Regions from separate parts of the Anas platyrhynchos genome. Here region 2 is linked to region 1. A link is a contact called in public Hi-C data. All regions are on one chromosome and are shown on one strand. The core of a region is the stretch at or near the end of the contact, and the rest is flanking DNA. Distances in the headings are between cores, read along the strand shown.

Region 1 (3,428 bases), core at 23-2,522:
GAAGAAAAAAAAAAAGAAAAAGATTGCAAATATGTTTTTCTTTTCCTCAAAGAGGAGGCAGTTCTCATTATAGCCAGTAATGCACTGAATGGAGCATTTGCCCAGGATATAGGTGATATTAAATTCCTTTCTGTAACTGTGGAAACGTCCCACTAATTTCATAATTTGTCAGTTTTCTTCGATCCAGTGAATGTGCTCTGAGAGTGAATTCTGCGTACTCCTTGCAAACTGTCCATGGCCGCTGGCTTTACCTCCTTCTTCCCACGTATTGTGCCTTGCCTCCTCTGAAGGTATCAGTGCTGTCTTTGCCACTACCCTGATGTTGGCACCCAGCAGTGGATCTAAACATAAATCTTGCCAACATTCATCAACGGCATCGTTCTTCATTTCCTAATTTAAATAATCTTTCACAAATGGCTGTTACTCTGCAAGAAACATCATCTGCATGGGTCTGTGAGTAACACCCCAGCAGCGTGCAGGTCCCTGAGGTTGTACCACTGTGCCTTTCCCTGCCACGGGCAAGAACAAGCCTCCACTGAGCAGTGGCAGAGAGAGGAGGGAGAAATTCCCATGACAGCTGCCCGCGGAGAGGAAAAACAGGGCCCGTGGATGATATTTTATCAGCTGTGATGCAGACATACACGTTCCCATGAGCTGGTGCTGTAACCACAGCAGGTTAGCCACGGGCCCTCTTCCTCATATTCACCTCTTTTATAAACATTTCACCTATGCAAGGAGTCTAACATCCCTTTGCAGGGATGAGAGCATTTGCGTGATGTGCGAAGCAAACAAGGCTGACCAGGATTTGTCTAAACAAGAATTTGTGGTTTTGCTGTAACTTCAATCAATTGATTGCCATTTATATCTAATTAGCCAGCACAGTTACCAATGCTCAGCCATATGAGCTGAACTGGAGTAAAGCTGTTTTTTTCTAACTCGTCATTTGCAACTGTATGAGGGAAGATTCAGATGTCCTCTTATGAATAGGACCGGCAAAGTTTAATAATTAATGTCTCCAAAAAATGAGCTGATGAGGCAAACAATACCCTTTTCCTTCAATGAAAAATCAGCCTTTCTCATGTGAGCTAATTCATAATCATCTGCCTTGAATTACAACACAACACAAATTATTTTTTCTAGCCTTCTATGTGGAAATAGGAAAAGAAATAATTAGTATGTGATGGTGCAACTGCAAAAGGTGTCTTTAGTTCAACTGTGTAGGCTCCCACACTAGCCACATGTGGAATTCAATACTTTGATGACAAATGAAAGCACTTACTGCATTCCTCTTTGTATAAATGATTCTGCAGCTATTGGTAAATAGGGTTACGTAAAGGCCTGACTCATGGGATGTTACATTAAAAGGAGCAAATTGATAGGGAAGATCCCATGAAAGACTTCAACATTTCTGCACATTGAATATAATTATCAAGGAGCTGCAATCTCAAGTTTTGCTAGAATATTTTCCTTTTAATACTGAATGGTAGATTCCCTTAAAGTAGCATGAAAGGAGAAAATAAAAAGGAAAATACTCTATTATCCTAAATTGATTCTTAAAGCATGAAACAGTTTAGGAAAAAAAAATAGGAGGAGGAAAGGAAAAATTGGGCTGCCAGGAAAACAATCTTCTCAATTTCCCAACCAGAAATTGCATGAAGAGTGATACATGATAATCTCTTAGACTGGCTCTCTAAAATTATATATCCAATTCTCGTCAAAAGTGGTTCAGAAAAAGACTTTATGCAGAGCTGATACTGCCACTTGACAAATCCAAGATCTGAATGGGACACATCATTGCTTTCTGAGTACTATGAAATGAAGGAGAAAAGCTACTGTTGGTGTTCCTGCTTCTATTATCTTTTATAATGAATGAATAATATCCTACTCAAATACACTTTGGTTCAATCACTGATGAATCAGGAGTCCCTCCCCTATTCCCATCAAAGATTCTTGAACATCTGCAGAATCTGGGCTTTGAATTTTGAACAAAATCATTTCTAGACTCTGTGTTTGAAGAGAAAAAAAAAAAAAATTCAAGTGTGAGCTGAGTGCAAACTGGTGCTATTCTCTGCTATGAGCCGAGATACTAAATCAATGGCAGTATGAAAGATGAACTCCCTCCCCGTCTCCCACCTTTCAGCTCAATAGGCTGCGGACTCAGAATATGGTTTCTGAAGGGTGATTTTAGTGTCAATGTTGTTATCAATTCACTTTTCTGACAAAGACTGTGAGGGACATGGAAATGGGACTGAGTGGTCCTCCTAGGTCACTGAATTCACTCCCCTGCCATGGCAGCACTGCAGGATAAGATACCCCCCATAAATACGCAGTACTCTTTCTAAAATCTATCTATATTTTTTGCCCCCCACTGTTCTGATTAAAGGCTTCACTGCTCCAGGGGAGCAGGCTCCTTCTCCTAAAACCAATGCCAAATGTATTCACGATCAGTTTATACCCATTTGACTGTGTGCCAGTATCACTCTTTAGTGTAAATAGCTCTCCTCCTTTCTTGATGTTAACCCCACATCATATTTAATGGTAATCATATCCCCCTCAGCCTTCTTGCCAGACTAAACAAGCGAAGCTCTGCGAGTCTCCTCAGCACTGGCCTCACTTTGCAGTATTCCCAAAGAAGACTCACTGCTGTACGGTGTAAGCAGCAATAATATTTTCCTTGTTTTTTTTTTTGGGAAAAGACTCCCGAGAGTCCTTCTTTTCTTAATTCTGACAGGTCTGAGAATAGGAAGCCCAAGAGAACTACCAGGAGCGACGTGGCTATTTAACATTTGCCTATGGGCACCTGGCTGATGGAGCACCAAACCTTTTGACCCCTGAAAGGGAACTGGTGAGGCTGAAGTCCCCAGACATCTCAACCCACACAGTCTGGAAAGAAAAAGGGAAGCAAAGAGCATTAGTTATTATTTCTAATATAACCGTTTTTGTAACATATATATTTTCAAGCCCAAATGCTCTTCTCATATTCCTTTCCTCCACCCTGGTGCTTGACACTCTCTGCTTCACAACAGAAACCAGTGAGGAGAACCTGGAGCTGGGCAAGGAGGAGGCTGGGCACAAAGGGATGTGGTGAGCCTGGCAGGAGGGAGACGAAGAGGTGGATTTGTCCTGAGGACACTCCACATCCCAAAGGTGCTCCTGTCAGAGCAGTGCTATCACCTATCAGAACGACAGCCTTATGCCATCAATATCAGTTCCCCTCGTGTCCTCACCATGATGGGAATTTTCAGAAAAGATATATTATAATCAAATGAGACTAGGGAATTGTCTCTGAAAATGCCCATAGTTGACCGGGCAGCATAATAGTATTAATTCAAGCTCCTAAAAAAACATCTCTGCTGTTGGTATTGATCTGACACCCATAATTGATATTAATGGGTTGTATACGCAGTTTAGTTACTCCCTTCTGAAAT
Region 2 (3,443 bases), core at 197-2,696, 200 kb after region 1:
TAGTTTTAAAAATTCCTTGCTCCTTCTTTATATATGGAAGTGATACTGAAATCATTATGTTCTGGGATGCCATCTTCTTTGATCATTTCCCAGATGTCTAAAGAAATAGATAATGCCATAAGTTCAGTAATTAAATCAGTGCAGGGTTCAGCTATATTATTTACTTTATACAAACACAGCAACTAGTTTAGCCGATGTTATTTTTAAAAGATTTTTTGTTTACTACTAAATAAAAAAAAATCACTATTTACTCACTCAGAAACAGTGTTTGAAAAGGTTTGCCAAACGTAGAACATGGCGATGTTTTCCTCTTAGCAGCTGCTGTTCCTTAGCCCACGCCTGTACTATAACACTACCTGGGGGCTCAAGCTGGCACTGAAGCCAAACGTTCACGTAGGTTGGATCACTAATTTTTGCCAAAAGGCTTTTCTGGCCAGTGGCTTTTCAGATGAGAAAAAACAGTCAAGGGAAAATTGACTTGTTCTTGACTTCTGCCTCTATCTGCAGGATAGATGTAGGCTTCTGGCTTGATCTGGCTCAAGTTACGTGACTCTGCAAAATCAGACACAGATTTAGAAACAGAATAGAAATAGAATAGTTCAGCTGGAAGGGACCTTCAAAGATCTTCAAGTCCAACTGTCTCACTACTTCAGGGCTAACCAAAGTTAAAGCATATTAATGAGGGCATTATCCAAATGCCTCTTGAACACTGACAGGCTTGGGGCATCAACCACCTCTCCAGGAAGCCTGTTCCAGTGTCAGACCACCCTCTTGGTGAATAAATTTTTCCAAATGCCCAGTCTGAACCTCTCCTGGTGCAGCTTTGTGCTGTTCCCACACATCCTGTCGCTGGTTATCAGGGAGAAGAGGCCAGCACCTCCCCAGTGTATGAAGAATGCTGAGTTAGGAATGGCCCTGTAGATGTAGCCACAGTTACACCTACAGCTTCATTTCCTTGAAGCAGTTCAGAAACAAAGTTTCTCAGCTTCTTTTGGAAGCTGCATATCCATGGGTTTGGTATGGTATGCTGAGATAAGGAAGGAGGAATTGTAACAGGGAGTAAACAAGTGGGAAACCTCAATGGCTTGACTGTCATGGTCTTACCATGTAAGATACCACTGTGTAAATGAACTCTGCTAACTCAGTACTGCACTGAGCTTTATGGAGGACGTTGGCTCTACATGCCCACCTTAGAGTCATCAGAGACTTGTTTGTTCCTTGGTTAACATTGGCTGACCTGCTCCTTCTAACACTGCACTCTCTCACAGGAGGAACTGGAGCTGCTGCCACCATTATTTAAGAGCCATCAATCAGGCCATCTTGCTCATAGAGGAATGGTCTTGCTGACCTACTGCTGAAAGTGGTGATCTGTAAGCTATCCACAGCGTAGCACTGAATTAATACTGCTACTTGAGTTTGACCCAGTGTCTGTGACTTTCTGTGCTGCTTGAAGCAGAGCTTGGCTCTACTGCCACATAAAGGCTGCAGCTCAGTACAGCAGCATGTGCTGCGGTGGCAGTTCATAGTGAAATACCCCATAATTAAACTGGGCAGATCCTCTCAACCAGAAAAGCTTTTCTTGATTGCGAGAAATCTCCATCAGTTCTGCGTTTTCCAGCCAGTCATGGCTGGCATGGTTCAGGGAACAGCTCTCTTGCAGAGACCTTCAGCACCTATTTTAAATCCTCTCCAGAGAACAAGTATGTTATCTTCCCTCAGCTGGGTGTTCAATACATGGAGAAAGAGCAGTCAGGTCCTTAACAACTTCATTTTTCCAAAGGACGTCCCTGTGGCCTTTGGATTGTGCCAGAACAAAAATCCTCAGTTCTCCATCCCAATGCTGAAAACCAGCCACTTCCCTGTGTGCCAGAACCTGTCTTTCACAGTGTCCATAGCTGTCGTTGGTCAAGGAAAGAAAAAAAAAAAAAAAACAGAAAAAAAAAGACATCAGCACACAAAGGTATGCAGCAATAAAAATTAGAAATTTAAAATTTTTGTCATTAAGTGATAAAGAATGCTATGTAGTATGTTCAAATGCACATGTATGTGTGAGGAATGAGATAGCCTCTCTTGGCTCTCTGATTTCTGCTGTAGAATTCTCCTCTGATGAGATGGGAATATGGCAGATGGGTTGGGCTGAGTTTATGAAGTCCCTCGTTTCTCGTGGGGTCTCTAAGAGGCCTTGAAGATGGCCAGTGTTTTGCATCACCCAGAGGAACTTTAGCGCTGAAGAAAAATGAGAGCAGTGAGAACTGATTTTTGCAGCTGTCAGAAATGGTGTGGGAAGTAGGAGTGGAGGTGAAATTGCACCGCTCCTGTGTCTCATGGTGCACGTTATCCTGGAGCAAAGACCAGCAAACGAGAGCACATGTGCTACATGCACCACATGGACAGAGCTTAAAAGGCACACAGAGGATGAGCACAGGGCTGGGAGCTGAGAAACAGAGCGTTTTGAGAAAGACCATACGTGAAATAGCACCTCTCAGCTGGTCTCATAGGGGAACGATACTGCTGGGGAGGTGGTTGTGGTACCCTGACTCTTGGGAGCGAGGATCTCCCTTCTTCCACTCACTGGTGGTGAATTTTCCCCCATACATTTAACCTCTGAAGATGAGAAAGAAAAAGTGCATCGTTCTTGGAGGACTGCCAACCCCTGCCCCAGAGATCCCACCACTGCAGAGAACAGTTCATTTTCCAAGCTCACTCAGCACTTCTTTTAAAAGACATCTTAATATAGGAGAGTTGGGGAGATATTGCCAAAACAAATGCATCCCAACTACAGCTCTGTCCCAGCTCACATTCCTGAGCCACCTTTCCCACACTGTGCTTCAACAGGGAAAAGGCTGAACAGCTTATGCTGAGCATGAGATCATTAAACCTCAAAACAAATCGTCCCAAGATCAGTTTGGGGGGCATTTGAAGTACGGGAGCTAGCAATGAACAACGTTCCCTGTAGACCCTGGTCCTAGGAGAGGAGTTGGCAGAAGACCCTGGGTAGCTGAGCTGCTCTGCTCTGTCAGCCTCGATACATGCCTTACCACGTGCTTGTCCTCACTGACCATGAGGTAAGTGTGTGTATGACCTATAACAAAGGTTGCTGACATTTTGCATGTTTACAGCTTACCTCACGGTGATTCTGAAATATATGGGTAGTTTATATTTGCATTTTTGAGAGGGTATTCGAGATCTCGCTCTGTAGTCTTTCTAGAACTGAAAAGGAAAAAGTGAAAATAGCAGACAAAACTGGATTGTTTTAAGAGAATATAAAAGTTGCAGTGTATGGTAGAAGGATGGAAGGAGAAGGTACAAGGAATTATTTTTATTGAGCCATTATCATTTAACATCACTCCAGAGAATGAAGAGGGACAAAAATATAATGAATGTACTATGGTTCAAGGCAGGACCACATATATATATTAAGGCCATTTATCATAAATCCAAAA

The links. A called contact is a pair of places that touch in the nucleus more often than the background predicts.
Region 2: a contact with region 1 is called in a Hi-C map of liver, with 3 times the contacts expected there. The contact joins two enhancer-like sites. A contact is called at or near these places in 4 of 8 Hi-C or Micro-C datasets (F1 follicle, liver, skeletal muscle and 1 more).

What each region holds. Positions count from the first base shown.
Region 1 is chr2:148,739,124-148,742,551 of IASCAAS_PekinDuck_T2T, forward strand. No RefSeq gene overlaps it. Among named protein-coding and RNA genes, the nearest start is that of DIP2C, 16 kb to the right of the region's middle. Within about 2 kb of position 1,273, at least 1 of the 8 cell types and tissues checked has an H3K27ac peak or open chromatin away from gene starts, as enhancers often do.
Region 2 is chr2:148,939,870-148,943,312 of IASCAAS_PekinDuck_T2T, forward strand. The region is part of intron 4 of DIP2C (disco interacting protein 2 homolog C); the gene reads left to right. Among named protein-coding and RNA genes, the nearest start is that of DIP2C, 180 kb to the left of the region's middle. Within about 2 kb of position 1,447, at least 2 of the 8 cell types and tissues checked have an H3K27ac peak or open chromatin away from gene starts, as enhancers often do.